Regions from separate parts of the Zea mays genome. Here region 2 is linked to region 1. A link is a contact called in public Hi-C data. All regions are on one chromosome and are shown on one strand. The core of a region is the stretch at or near the end of the contact, and the rest is flanking DNA. Distances in the headings are between cores, read along the strand shown.

The links. Hi-C and Micro-C count contacts between places; a contact is called where the count stands out from the background.
Region 2: a contact with region 1 is called in a Hi-C map of bundle sheath, with 2.4 times the contacts expected there. The contact joins the promoter of LOC103653849 here to the enhancer-like site in region 1. A contact is called at or near these places in 6 of 25 Hi-C or Micro-C datasets (bundle sheath, ear, endosperm and 2 more).

Annotation. Positions count from the first base shown.
Region 1 is chr4:154,163,097-154,170,212 of Zm-B73-REFERENCE-NAM-5.0, forward strand. No RefSeq gene overlaps it. Among protein-coding and RNA genes, the nearest start is that of LOC103655593, 12 kb to the right of the region's middle. Within about 2 kb of position 2,600, at least 12 of the 20 cell types and tissues checked have an H3K27ac peak or open chromatin away from gene starts, as enhancers often do. A contact at or near this core is called in bundle sheath, ear, leaf and 1 more, where this site is marked.
Region 2 is chr4:154,279,499-154,286,614 of Zm-B73-REFERENCE-NAM-5.0, forward strand. It overlaps LOC103653849 (SAUR11-auxin-responsive SAUR family member), which reads left to right and starts at 3,868. Exons shown (of 1, transcript XM_008680658.4): 1 at 3,868-5,153. The coding sequence starts at 4,149. The coding sequence ends at 4,748.

The sequences.
Region 1 (7,116 bases), core at 1,350-3,849:
ACTCGCCCCGGCCCATCGACGATGGCTCTGTAACTTTCGTCGTCGTAAGTGATGCTAAGCATATCATCATGGTAACCTAACCTAACCTAACCCCAAAAGCAGGCTGGGGATGTGATTTACCCGAGGCGAAGAATGGCAAATAATCACCCCTGGCCTTCCACCAGCATAACTGATGACTGATGAGTGATGAGCCATCTGCATGGCGATGGCGGGAGTCCGACGTGGGGCTCCTGGGTTGGTCGCGCATGGGGCCCGACCAATCACACCAATGGGGAAGGGGACGTTGCGGGCCGGCCAATCCTCCTCGGGCCCCACCTGCACCCACGACCCACCCACCTGCTCAGTGTACACCATCATGGTCATGGTGGCCGACGGCTGTACGTGCTGGATCTACGCCACCAAACTATTATACATACATACCGCGTAGCGTACAGTACTGCCAGTTATACTTTGCCAGGGTAGCCGTGTCGTGTCGAAAGAATGCGCGCGCGAAAGGCTGCGTAACCGCAGATATTTACAGATCTATTTCTTGGCCCGCCATCTAATACGGGCTTCTAGTTTGGTTTTATTCTGTATCGGTTTTTACTGTTTGTATAATGTTTTTATCTCCATTAGTTGCATCTGCAACAGTTAATCCGAAGCGAACAAACTCGTCTATTCGTGTAAATAGTGTTATCTGGATACTCTATTTTACAAATTCAACCAAGACAGCAAAATCTGATCATCTTCATGGTGTCAGACCCCCGCATGTCATCGACAGCTAGAGAGAGAGTGCACAGCAGAGATCAGGGGACAGGACAGGAGCGTGCGCCTGCAGGCAGAGAGAGCAGCGTGCGTGCGAGTGTATTTGTACAGCTTGCACAGACTTGCAAATACTACTGGAGTGGAGTAGTGCGTAGTAATAACAGGCTGCAGCAGGTCGAGCCAGCTAGGTATATTTTCTTTTATTACCTGCTATACGCTGCTGCTGCTGCATTCATGTGTGGTTATTACCATTGGCCATCACATGGAAAAGAGCCTGCAAAAGGCAAACGGAAAGCTAGGACGTTTGGTAAGATTAATTTGTCTGCTCATCTAGCCATGCCATGCCATGTATACGTCTAGGCTTGCCTGATCGGTATATACTTGTGTCTTCTTCCAACCGGAATTCAGGTCTGACTTTTAGCTAATAATCCGTCCCGCCTTCTCCATCTTAGTAGAATTTAGTACTTATGGTTTAACTAATTGTTATATTCTTTCTAGGACTAGACGAGGTGTTTGCGTTATGCCTAAGTATTTGCTAGAGCACGCTGCACGAGAGTTGGTTTAAGGACCGTTTGTTCCATTAGTCTCTTAGGACTCAAATTTAGTCCCGGGACTAAACTTTAGTCCCTACCCTGTTTTGTTCTATAGACTAAGCAGAATCTAAACACATTAAGGCCTTGTTCGTTTCTATCGGATTGCACCCGGAATCGTTCCAGCTAATCAAAGCTTATATAAATTAGAGAAGCAATTCGGTTAGAAATCGTTCCGACCCACCAATCCGACACAAACGAACAAGGTCTAAGGGCATGTTCGGTTGTCTAGGATTGGACCTAGATTTATTCCAGCTGTTGAAATTTTATATAAAATAAGTAAACAATCCAGACAGTGATAGTAAATGCTACTCTTTAGTCTCTTTTAGCACCCATGTCAAAGACTAGAGACTAAAGTCAATCAGTCTATGTTTTAGTCATTCTGTTTGGTAAAAAGACTAAAAGCTAAGGACTAAAGATTAGTCTCTGTAACCAAAAGGCGCTTTAATTTGGCTGTCAAACCCAGCAGGTGACTGATGTTTGCCTCTGGGACAGTGACATGGAGCTACTGCTAGATAGGATGTGTACACTACTATACTAGCTAGTATACGGCTGGGAGAGGCGGCCTTGTCGTCTTCATTGTAAAGGCGAGTTGGTAATAAGTGTAAAACGTTGACATTTTCATTATTGCAAAAACAAAAAAAAACCATAGCTGTCGATAAGCTACGGGGCCGAGAGAGGATTAAAAAGAAAGGAACCATGATTGTTTGTATCGCTGTCAAAATCATTATTTAGAAGCAGCCGGCCGGTGAAATCTGCATGCAAAGCTTGATGATTAGAAACAGCTGGGACCGCTTTAATTTGTAGCAATAACCTTGTATACACCGATCTATCTATAGCATCTGCTATAGTGACGAAGTTATAACTTGAGCTAATCAGCTGGCCCTTTTCTTCTTCTTCTTTTTCATAGGTATTAGGCATCACCTAAGCACACAAAGGGGTCGTACGACGGAGGACCTGTTTTGCCTCACTCAACAACAAAATTGGGAATAGCGGATTGATTAGAGCTGTCATGCCTGTGGACTGCAAGCTACCACTAGCAAATGTTGTGGACGACCAGTCGACCATGACGGGAAGTCAACTGGGTTATTTGGAACACAGAAATTTCGTAAAAAAATCCATTCAATTTTATGGAGAAAATATAGAGACATCTTCTTGTCCGCGTCGCCCGTCGCCTTATACGATCGAGTACAGTAGCAGTAAGTGTTTAAAAACATACCAAGTGCCGCGGCAGGCTCGTAGCGATGAGAAAGAGGACCAACGATTCGTCTTCGTGGGCATACAGCATCCTAAAGCCCACTTAGTTTGGTCGAGGCCCATTTGTCTCTCTACAACAGCGAAAATACGAGCCCGACAGTTTTTGTGTGCGTTTTTTTTCTTCTTCTTCCGAAATGATTTCCTTTGAATCTATTTTTGACGTGGGAAACTTAGATATTGTATTACAGGACTGTACTTTCTGCTAGAGTAAAACTCTCTTCTATATAAACAAGAGAATCATGGTCGCTTGAGAAATCCAGCATCCAGTCAGCTTTTTTATGTATTATTAGTCTTTTGTGGCTTAATTACTTTTCTGATCTCCTGTACGTAGTCTGTTGTATGTTACTCCTTTCGTTTCTTTTTAGTTGTCTTGGATAGTTCAATTTTACAATATTCAACGACAACTAAAACGAAACGAAGAAAGTACTCCGCGAGACCCAACGACGGACGACGACGTTCTTGATGGTCATATCGACCCTATAACAGCCTCGCAACGTATCTTTTTTATGGATATTGTTGCTGCGTATGACTGTGACTGTTAATAAAAGGAAGCTCCAACGTGAAAGCTAGCACGGCCGCAATCCCAGCACTGCTTTACTACTACTCGTTCTCCCCAACGAAGGCTTGCGTTAGCTCGTCGAACAGCTGGTGTACAGCAACCATCAACAGCTGAACCGTAGAGCAATTTAGCACGAACATGGCGTAATTTTCACTAACCTGTTGAGGTACACGACCGTCAACCAGCAATCTAGCAACGTCGGCTTCCCAAAAAAAAAAAAAAAGCAGCCAAAGGCCAGTATAAACGCAAACTCACCGCTTGAAACGGAGCGCAGATCAATTGACCTTCCAAGCTCCATAGAGTCAGGGTGGGGGAGCGGACAGTTAAGGACGTACGACGCCTGACAATGACTGCAACAGGCCACTAGCAGTCGATCGGCACAGAGAGACTGAAGAAAACTGAGTCCTCAAATCATCTGAGAGTAGCGTCGTGTGTTTAAAAAACAAGATAGTTTTTAATGTAATTTCAATAATTACTAGAAAAATATGTGAATTTAATAAATAAATCTGAGAAATTAACAACCACATCCACGTGCATAAAACATATAAGAGAGACAACGCTGCTTGTCTGACAGTCATTCTCAACAAGTTAAAAAATGTGAGTTGAAGAGGAAATCATAATCTGCTACTTTTGTAATAGTTAGAGCTCCTCAAGAATGACTATTTTAAAGACATAGTTTTATTTGCTGTCATTCTGTTGCATCAAAAAAAAGTAACTTGACTATGTATCATTCGACCTAGTGATAAACACCTATATATATATATATATATATATATATATATATATATATATATATATATATATATATATATATATATATATATATATATATATATATATATATATATATATATATATATATATATATATATATATATATATATATATAGGTATAACGGGAGCCCTGGACTTCGGATATTAAAGGAAGCCCAGGTCGGTTCCCGAGGTCTGGTCGATGGAACAGGCGCGCCTGTGTTTTAACGTGGGGCTGAGAGGTGGCATGCAGGACAGACGGCGCCGTGACGCGGTTGTTTGAATGGTAAGGGAATTGCGCGGAATTAAAGGGAATAGATGCCACATGCAAACGTGATTACTGTGATACTTGGGCGCGTAAATTATGGATCTTGCATGGTAAGTAATGTGCGGAAGGTAAAAAAAATGAAGCATAAGATGTTGAAAGATATGGCATAAAACCGAAACGGCATAATAGATGCATAAACAGTATATACCGATTGGCGTAAAACGTTGTGTCATTGTGCGTAAATTTTATATTATGAATTTTAGTTTGACAAAGACGTCGCCATAATATCGGGACGGTTTCGGAAATAATAGGGAGACCCTGTAAACGTGGATGCAGTTACTTTTATAGTATCCGAGATTTACTTTCATTCGGAAAAAAAGACCACTAAGCCTGCATAACTAATCAGAGTTGGAGATGGCCGGCTCTGGAGGGTCGCCGGCGATGGAAGGAGATGACGTTCGTCTTGATCTAGAGACAGAGGGAGGAGTTGGTGGTAACTCACTGGTGACACCACCGCCTGCTCTAATGGGTCCTGAGATCGCCGAGATGAGCATAGGGGAAGAAGGAGAACAAAGGGTTCGACCTTCTATGTCCAATATTAGCTCCAGGGAGATGGATACGCCACAGATACTGCGTTCACATGTAAGTCCAATCGCTGTATTTGATTATTGATTGATTATATTGTTGTGAACATATTCCATGGTACAAACAACAATGACAATGAAATAGCAGGCAAAAACATTGATCCAACTATAGTGCCAACGGTAGGGATGACTTTCAAGGATGTTGATGATGCATATAAATTCTATAAAAGATATGCATATGAAGTTGGATTTCCACTGAAGAAATACAGAGAGAAGACATTCAGTAAGTGGATAAATTGTTCACGTGAAGGTAAAAGTGCAGCAAAATCAAATGATACACCTAGGATGAGGAATAGATCATCGGGGCGTACGCAATGCAAAGCTAGAATAAAATTTAAAAAAAAAATATGATGATGAAAACAAAATGGTTGTAGCTACAAAAATTGAACTGGTAAACTTGGAGCATAACCATGAGTTCATAACTGACGAAGCAGAGAAACAACATTTACGTTGCAACAAAATTAGGGATGCTGAGTTCATAAATTTTGTGGATGCAATGCATGATAGCCGAGTGCCGCAGCATTGCATAGTTGATTTTATATCAGAAATGAATGATGGGCCGGAGAACGTACCGGTAACTGCTCAAGATCTGAAAAACATGTAAGCAATACTTTTTTGTTACATGTGTATATATCAATAGCCATGAATATTACTATAGTAAATGTGTGTGTAATAATTTTTTGTGCAAACAAATGTAGGAGGGCAGCCAGGAGAAGAGAAAATTGCTCAAATGATGTAGCCAAACTTTTGGCTTTCTTTAGAGAATGCAAGAAACAGAATCCACAATTTTTTTGTGATTTCCAGCTAGACGATGATGGGAAAATAGTTAGTATTTTTTGGTCACACGCAAGTATGCAGGGGGAATACGCAGATTATGGTGATGCTGTGACATTGGATACAACACACAAGACAAATATATATGATAAACCACTGGGCATGTTTGTTGGAGCTAACAGCCATCTGCAGTGTACAGTGTTTGGATTTGTTTTGTTGGGAGATGAAACTGTACATACTTTTGAATGGGCTTTCAATTCATTCAAAACATGTATGGGATGCGAGGGTCCAAGAGTTATGCTTACAGGTATGTGATATATACATTTGTTATGCAAAACAGTGAATTAATTTATTGTGAAAATAACTGAATAATCTGTGAGCAATTGCAGATCAAGATCCTACAATGCCAATTGCTCTGAGAACTGTATTTCCAAAAATAGTTCACAGACTGTGCTTATGGCATGTACAGAACAGATTTATGCCATTCCTAAATGAGATATATGCCAGGTTTGCTGTTAAGGATTTTAAAACAACATTCCAGTCTATTATACATCATCCATTAACTCCTCATGAGTTTGAATGTGCCTGGGAAATGATGCTAGAGGAGTTCAATCTTCATGAAGATATGACTCTACGCAAATTATATGAAATAAGAAAAGAATGGATACCTGCATTTTTTAAAAATGACTTCTGTGGGGTAATGGTATCTACACAACGAAGTGAGAGCATGAACAGATTAGTGAAGCAATCACATGTAGATGCGAACACCCCACTGCATGAGTTCGCTAAACAAATGATGAAAATGTTGCACAGCAGGAAAATGAAAGAATCAAAGGAGGCATTGGTGAGCAAGGTATGTCGTGCTTGTTAGCAATAACGGTTTTGCATACATTTATGTAAATAATTTGTTTAATTATGATAATAATGTGTTATAGGCACCAAGGACAACGGATACATTATATAGGTTCGAAGTGAGAGTCTCTAGAGCATACACCAGAGCTGTTATGAATAGATTTGAGGAATCAATGAAATACGCCACTGCATACAAAATATTAAAGGACCCAGACGGATGTGATAATGAATGGATCGTACATCATACAAAACGGTCTAATAAAATTGTGTGGGGACAACATCAATTCAAGATAACAGCAGACATAGAAGCTGGGGAGTATACATGCGAGTGCAAACAGTGGGAACATACAGGTTTGTACGTATTATGTTGGTTAGCATAAAAAATTTGCATACTAGAGAATTTGATGATTGTAGTACAAATTAATGTATATTTTTGAAATAATGGTTCGTTTTCATGTTTTCAGGTCTATTGTGTGTTCATCTTTTAAGAGCCTTCATGCATCTTCAAGTTGAAAAGATACCTTCAAAGTATATATTGCAAAGGTACACTGTCTCATCAAGAAAAGATGTTCCGTTTGAAAGAATTGATAAGAGCTTCAGGGGGAAGGATAGAGTTACTAAATCATACAGACAGAAAATGTTGTTAACGAAAACAATGAAAGTAGTTCGCCAGGC
Region 2 (7,116 bases), core at 2,618-5,117, 120 kb after region 1:
ATCTTCACTTGATTCCTTATTTTGTGAAATGTGGCAGCTTTTAGGATGGGAAAGCGCTTCTTCACAGTCCTTTCAACATGATTCCACGGTATGGCATGGCGATGGTTAAATAACTCCTTGTAGTTCTGAGGTCTACGGTGACCTTGCCCATATTCCTTTAGATGGTATCTAACTCCACGATAAGGTGCGAGGAATGACATGGTGTTAGCATACCCACCATCAACCAAATAGAACTTTCCTAGAGGTACATGGAATCCATTGTTCATTGCAGATCGAAGAACTCTAGCATCCGTAGCTGATCCCTCCCACCCAGTAGACATGAAAGTGATATTTAGGTCGAAATCACAAGCTACCATCACGTTTTGGCTGAGAGTTCCCTTCCTATTTCTAAAAGGAGCAGCTTTGTCAGGTGAAATTGTAATGGGCACATGAGTGCCATCAGTTGCACCGATGCAGTTCTGCACAAGAAAACTATATGTGAATTTTTAAAATTTGGAAGAAAATGAATAGATATTGGGCAAGGATAGAAATGCCATCACCTTGAAGTAAGGATAGAACCTAGGATTCCTTTCAATTTTCGGATGTACTTGAATTGGAGAAGGAGGCTTCAAAAATCGTTTGGCAAGGAAAGGGACAACTATGTCAAAAAATGTTTTATATGATGGTGGAATGTGTCACTACTATGCCCAAACTCTTCTTGCAGATCCTCAAATGAAGCATTATGGCTTATCATGTATAGAAAGAAGCCGAGCTTCTCCTCAACTTTTATCCTTGTGTCACGTACCAACCTTTCCTTCCTAAGATAGCTGGCTAGGGCTCTAAAAATTCCAGGTTCCATTCTGAATGCTACTCGGCAGTTCTTGACATGCCCTTCAAGCAACTCTAAAACATGCTCCTCGCCAAATAGCTTGGATGTGTGTCGTCGTTGCTTAACTCTCCTCCCTTTAAGAGAACTAGAACGCAACAAATGTAATGCAGGAAGGAATAACATCATCAAATCATCATCATCCTCATGTCTCCTCTTCCTAATGCGCTCCATTAACCCCATACTCATTGCAAAAAATGGGGGTATCGGGTCCCAAAAAGTACCTCTCGGGGATGGTATCGGGTCCCAAGACGGTGGGGGTTGGTCTTCTCCAACTCTAAGCGGTGCAGGTACAATCTACAAAGAAAAGGTAGAATATTCAAATTAGTAATATTTTTGAATAAGTGGAACTGAAGTACTATTTTCATATTAAAAGAGAAATGCACGTCACAAATAAACAACATAGCATGACTTGACGTGCATAAACAGACAACTTGTGGCTAGATAAAAATAGGGAGAATATACTGTAGAAAAATTTAGAGCCTTGCAGAAGCAACAATACTGCTTACAATAAACAAAGGAACTAATGTTGTCTCTACCAGCAAAACAATGCATACAAATCAGTCTTTTTATTTTTGCTTCTGCACTGCAATGAAACACACAATGTACAGAACAGAAGATTGGGAGACGGTAGTACTTCACAATGCATAGAAGATTTATGATCATAATCCATGAGAACTAGTTTCAGTTAAATAAAGAATGCGGCATCAACTAACATGAACTAACATGAGAACAGGGGAGTAAAGCGAAGGGTGGGGCGCTGTCAGGGGGAGCATGTGTGCGTCCAGCTTTTGTGCAGCGGAGCATGTGTGCGTCTAGCTTTTGGGCAGCAGGAGGAAAGGATCAGTTCATGTGTGCGTCTAGCTTTTGGGCAGCAACAACCATGGCACCGGAGCGGGCAGACTACAACTTGGAAACAAGGATCAGTTCATCCGGACTCAAAACATCTCAAGCTTGTAAGGGAAAATATATGGAGCTAACTACAAACAACAAAAGCTCTGTGGGGAAATATATGTAGCCAACAACCATGCGAGGAGCAGGCTCGCTCGACCATGGCGCGGCTGGATCTAGATCCGTCTAGCCAGATTTGCACAGTGCCACAGTTTGCATGGCTTGGCTAACGGATCGAGCGGAAGGAGGGCACGGAACACGGCAAGATTGTCGCTCTAGTGCTTAATTTGCGAACTGGCAGCTCTGCGAGTCCCTTGCGGCGGCAGTACTTGATTTGCGAACAAGGGAGATGTAGATCCTTGCAGCGGCAGTACCCTAGGACACAGATTCGGAAGAGGAGAAGAGAACGAAGGGAAGGACGAACTCACAGGAGAAAAGTTCGCCGACGAAGAGGGCGGTCCACGGCGGAAGAGCCCTTGCGTCGTCGTCGTCACTTCCTCCAGATCACGCGCCGCCGCCGTCGCTTCTACACCTTGGCCGGGATAGGGTTCCACGGCTGTGGAGTCGTGGACTGATTCCAGGCCGGTATTGAGTTTTTTCGTGGGTATTGGGCCTGATTTGCAAACAGGCGTGGGCTAAACGAACAGGTATTTTTTTGGGCTTGTATTTAATCCAGCCATGGATAACACATGTGGATTCGATCATCATACAGGCCATTTCCAGCCCAGCCGAACAAGGCCTTATGGGTTCTTTTGTGTCATCAACCAGGGGTGACGGCAGGGGGGGGCACAGGGGGCAATGTCCCCCCTAATGCTCCCCTAATTCTATAGGAGATGCTAGTTTTTTAATCTAATTCTCATGTAAATAGTGTAAAATGCTTCTAATAGCCCCTTAATCTAATTTGCCCCCCTAATTTTGGATCCGGCTTCGCCCCTGTCATCAGCCTCGTCAACAGCGGCGCGATCCAATAACTTGTTTAATTGCTCAAACGATTTTAATTGAATCATCCTCTCGCTAGCCCTGTACGAGCTTGTTCAACAAAGTTTTCACCATAACTGGGGATTCGCTGCTACTCCCACGTACGTATAAGCCTTGAATGGCACTTACACATATCTGTGGCATGCCTCTGACTTGCAGCATCATGGCCGTAATTAGTATTTGGTAATGGCTTATTACGGCTCGGCTCCGTAACAAGAGGCTGAGACCTAGGCTAGGCGGTAATTAATGGTGTGTTTGGTTTGTGGAGTCACTCTATGCTTTATGAGTTGATGCATTATAAATTTATTCCATCAATTTTGTAGAATCAACCTACTTCTCATGTATATACCGTATGTAAAGTGTTTTTTTCATGGCGACCGGGTTGCGCACTTTGCAAACACTTCCCGTCCGTAGCCCTGGTACTGTTTGGTGTTATGATGAAAGAAAAAAAAGAAGAGACGCCTCACGTTTGTTTAGTACCGCATGAGAGATTTGGCAAATGTTCATTGGGCCACGTTAGCAGTGATCTGTGTTCCACCTAAAGCAAGTTTAATAGTAGAGCTATTGTTGGCCGCTTTACCATGTCATCTATAATCAACAATAAACACACTTATATAATAAAGTTGACTCTAAAATTAGCTCTTAGATGAATCATTTGTCTTCTTCTCTTTCGTCCTTTTGTCTTGAAGTCCCTGCATCACCTAATTCTCTCATGAGAGCCAACTTCCTCTACTTTTTGATATCTCTCTTTTACATAAGCAAAAATATTATGTAAGTAGACTTAGAGTCCATTATTGTATTTGCTCTTACGTGACCAAAATGAAAGAGAGGGAGACTTGACCCACATGCCCGGGCCCCCGACAACGAAAGAAAACAAAGCTAGCCAAGCCGTCCCGTCCCGCATAGTACGGTGCACCGTGTATTCCCACCGTCCAAAACCACCATCCGGCAAACGAGACGACGGAGAGCCCGGAGGATCGTCACCTCGGGCGAATCTCGCCATGTTCCACTTCCAGGTCCCAAAGGCCAGAAGCGCTGGAATCACGGCCACGGCCAAAACGATAAAAAAAAAAATCTCCCCTGGCTGGCTCTGCCCCACGGGAGCCGAAGGCGGAGTCAGCTCGCACCCACACGCACAGGCGCTCCTGTCCTGCCGCCCGCGTCGCGCCCACACGCCATTCCTCCGCGCACACCACAGCACAGCACACAGCACAGCTCCTCCCCTACCTATAAGATAACCCGCGCTGTCGCGCTCCCTTGCCAGTTGCCACCAGCCACTAGGACGTCGCTGCTTCCACGCCTCCTTTACTCCTGCTCCAACGGTGTATTCCAAGCACAGCGAGAAAGCGGAGACCTTTGCGCGAGTGCGCTCTCGTTCTACCTCCAGCAGCAGCAGCAGCGGCGCCGCAGCGGCATGCCGAGGAGACGGCACGGAGGGTTCCGGCTCGGCTGGAAGCTGCTCGGCGTCTGGTGCTGGGCGGCGCTCTGCCGGCGCCGCCGCCGCGGCCGCGGGTACCTCCGCCTGCACCCGCGCCAACAAGGAGGAGGCAGCGACAGATCCCCGCCCCTCCAGGCGGGTGTAGCAGCGGTGTGCGCCACGAAGCAGAAGAAGCAGCAGCAGCAGCAGCGGGATGACTCTGCCGACTCGCCTCGGATGCTCACGTGGGGGCGGTCGCTGGCGCGGCGGATGAGCCTCCTGCGCCGGCGTGCGGGAGAGAAGGGCCGGCTGCTGGACGACGAGGATGCCGCGGAGGCCACCACGCCCAAGGGGCAGGTGGCCGTGTACGTGGGCGGCGCCGAGCCCGGGGCAGAGTCGATGCGGTACGTGGTCCCCGTGGTGTACTTCAACCACCCGCTGTTCGGGGAGCTGCTGCGCGAGGCCGAGGAGGAGTTCGGCTTCCAGCACCCCGGCGGGATCACCATCCCGTGCGCGGCCTCGCGCTTCGAGCGCGCCGCCGCCGTGGCCGCCGCGGGCGGCGGCGCCGGGAAGAAGGTGCCCGCTGGCTGGTGGTAGTGGTAGCAGCATGTGGCCCACACGGTGGCCGCTGTACATACCACACGTGCATGCCCCTGACCCTCTTCCCCTCAGCGGCTCAGCCTCAGGCAGGAGGATCCCGATTCCCATGGGGAACGATCCTTCTTCTTTTTCTTTCTCATTAGTTTGACTCTCTTTTTTTTTTTTTTTGCCCCCTTGCTCCGTTTCCTTGTGTCGACGGTCGATTGACCATGTGCATGAGATGCGAGGAGGCATAGTTGTATTTTGAGAGATCAGAGATGAACAAGGCTATTCTAGGGTCAGCAAGAACATGTTCTGATTCTACGTACGTCAGGTGTGTTCTGATTGTCTTTGCAACTAACCCATCGACGATCCAGACCTCCTGTTAAAACTGATCAGGACAACAAGGCACAATTAGATGAATCTGACGATGACATTGATTTGAAAACTCTAAGTCATTTGTGTGGTGACTTAACAGAGGAAATCATGTATAGTCAAGTGGAAGAAAATATTTTGGTACACAATCCTCAAAGGAGCAATAATTTTAATTTATTTTAAAAACAAGAAAAGCCAAACGTACCTGACCAGAAACAAAAACATAATTCTTGATGAGAGGAATGTTTTGGAACAGCAAAGGTCTACATGACTTGGCTAAATCTACTTTTTTGTGTGATACTTCGTTAGAATATGATATTGACGAGAATTTTGTAAACATGACACCGTCTACAACGGGCTTCAAACTTTTGGCACCGCCGTCGTGGCAATTGAAAGCGTGGCATTGAAATCTCCCTCGTTTTGTAAATTTGGCATTGCGCGCGCTTAATGGTGTTTAGCCCTTATGCAGTGCCCGTGCTGCCCTCGCGCCCGAATTTTTTGCATTTTGGCACTTTTTCAGAAAAAAATTCACGTTTGGACCTAAAAAAATTTTGATGTCATTTTTGGACCCTTTGCTCGGCGCCATAGCCTACGGCGCCGAAGTAACATAGCTCGGCGCCATAGCCTATGGCGCCGATGTATCTGCTGCGCTGGCATAACCCAGACACCGTGATGCCAACGTGGCACCGAGCTCGGCGCCACAGATCTTGGCGCCGAGCTCGGTGTCTAAATTCTAATAAGCTAGCCACTCGTCCGATGCCGACATGCAGTAGTGTCGACGTTTCGAGACCGGGGGGTCCCTAAGCCGACGAGTGAATGTCGCCGCGTGCCCCAGCCCAGATGGATCGACGCGAGGCCGAGCGTGAAGGGGGGAAGTGAGGTGGCCGGAGACAGGCGTGAGAGAGGTGGGAATCCCGCGGCCTTCGTGTTCGTCCCGTGCCCAGGTCGGGTGCGCTTGCAGTAGGGGGTTACAAGCGTCCACGCGGGAGAGGGAGCGAGCGGCTTCAAGCGAGCGCGTGTCTCGTCCTCGTCCCCGCGCGGCCAACCTTCTCTAAGAGGGCCCTGGTCCTTCCTTTTATAGGCGTAAGGAGAGGATCCAGGTGTACAATGGGGGGTGTAGCAGAGTGCTACGTGTCTAGCGGAGGAGAGCTAGCGCCCTAAGTACATGCCGTTGTGGCAGCCGGAGAGATTTTGGCACCCAGCTGGTGTGATGTCGTGGCCGTCGGAGGAGCGCCGGAGCCTGGCGGAGGGACAGCTGTCGGAGCTGTTGAGTCCTTGCTGACGTCCTTTTGCTTCCGTAAGGGGACTGAGAGCCGCCGTCGTCACAGAGTAGGCGGGGCGCCATCATTGCCTATCTGGCGGAGCGAGCCAGATGGGACGTCGGTCTTGTTCCCATGGCCCGAGTCAGCTCGGGGTAGGGTGATGATGGCGCCTCTTGTTGACGTGGCTGGTCTGCGCCCTAGGTTGGGTGACGTGTAAGCTCCTCCGAAGCCGAGGTCGAGTCTGTCTTCCGTGGCCGAGGTCGAGTCCGAGCCCCTGGGTCGGGCGGAGCGGAGTTCGTCGTCTTCTGGGACTTAGCCCGAGTCCGAGCCCTGGGTCGGGCGGAGCGGAGTTCGTCGTCTTCTGGGGCTGAGCCCAAGTCCAAGCCCTGGGTCGGGCGGAGCGGAGTTTGCCGTCTTCCGGGGCTTAGCCCGAGTCCGAGCCCTGGGTCGGGCGGAGCGGAGTTCGTCGTCTTCTGGGGCTGAGCCCAAGTCCGAGCCCTGGGTCGGGCGGAGCGGAGTTCGCCGTCTTCCGGGGCTTAGCCCGAGTCCGAGCCCTGGGTCGGGCGGAGCGGAGTTCGCCGTCTTCCGGGGCTTAGCCCGAGTCCGAGCCCTGGGTCGGGCGGAGCGGAGTTCGCCGTCTTCCGGGGCTTAGCCCGAGTCCGAGCCCTGGGTCGGGCGGAGCGGAGTTCGCCGTCTTCCGGGGCTTAGCCCGAGTCCGAGCCCTGGGTCAGGCGGGGCGGAGCTTCCTA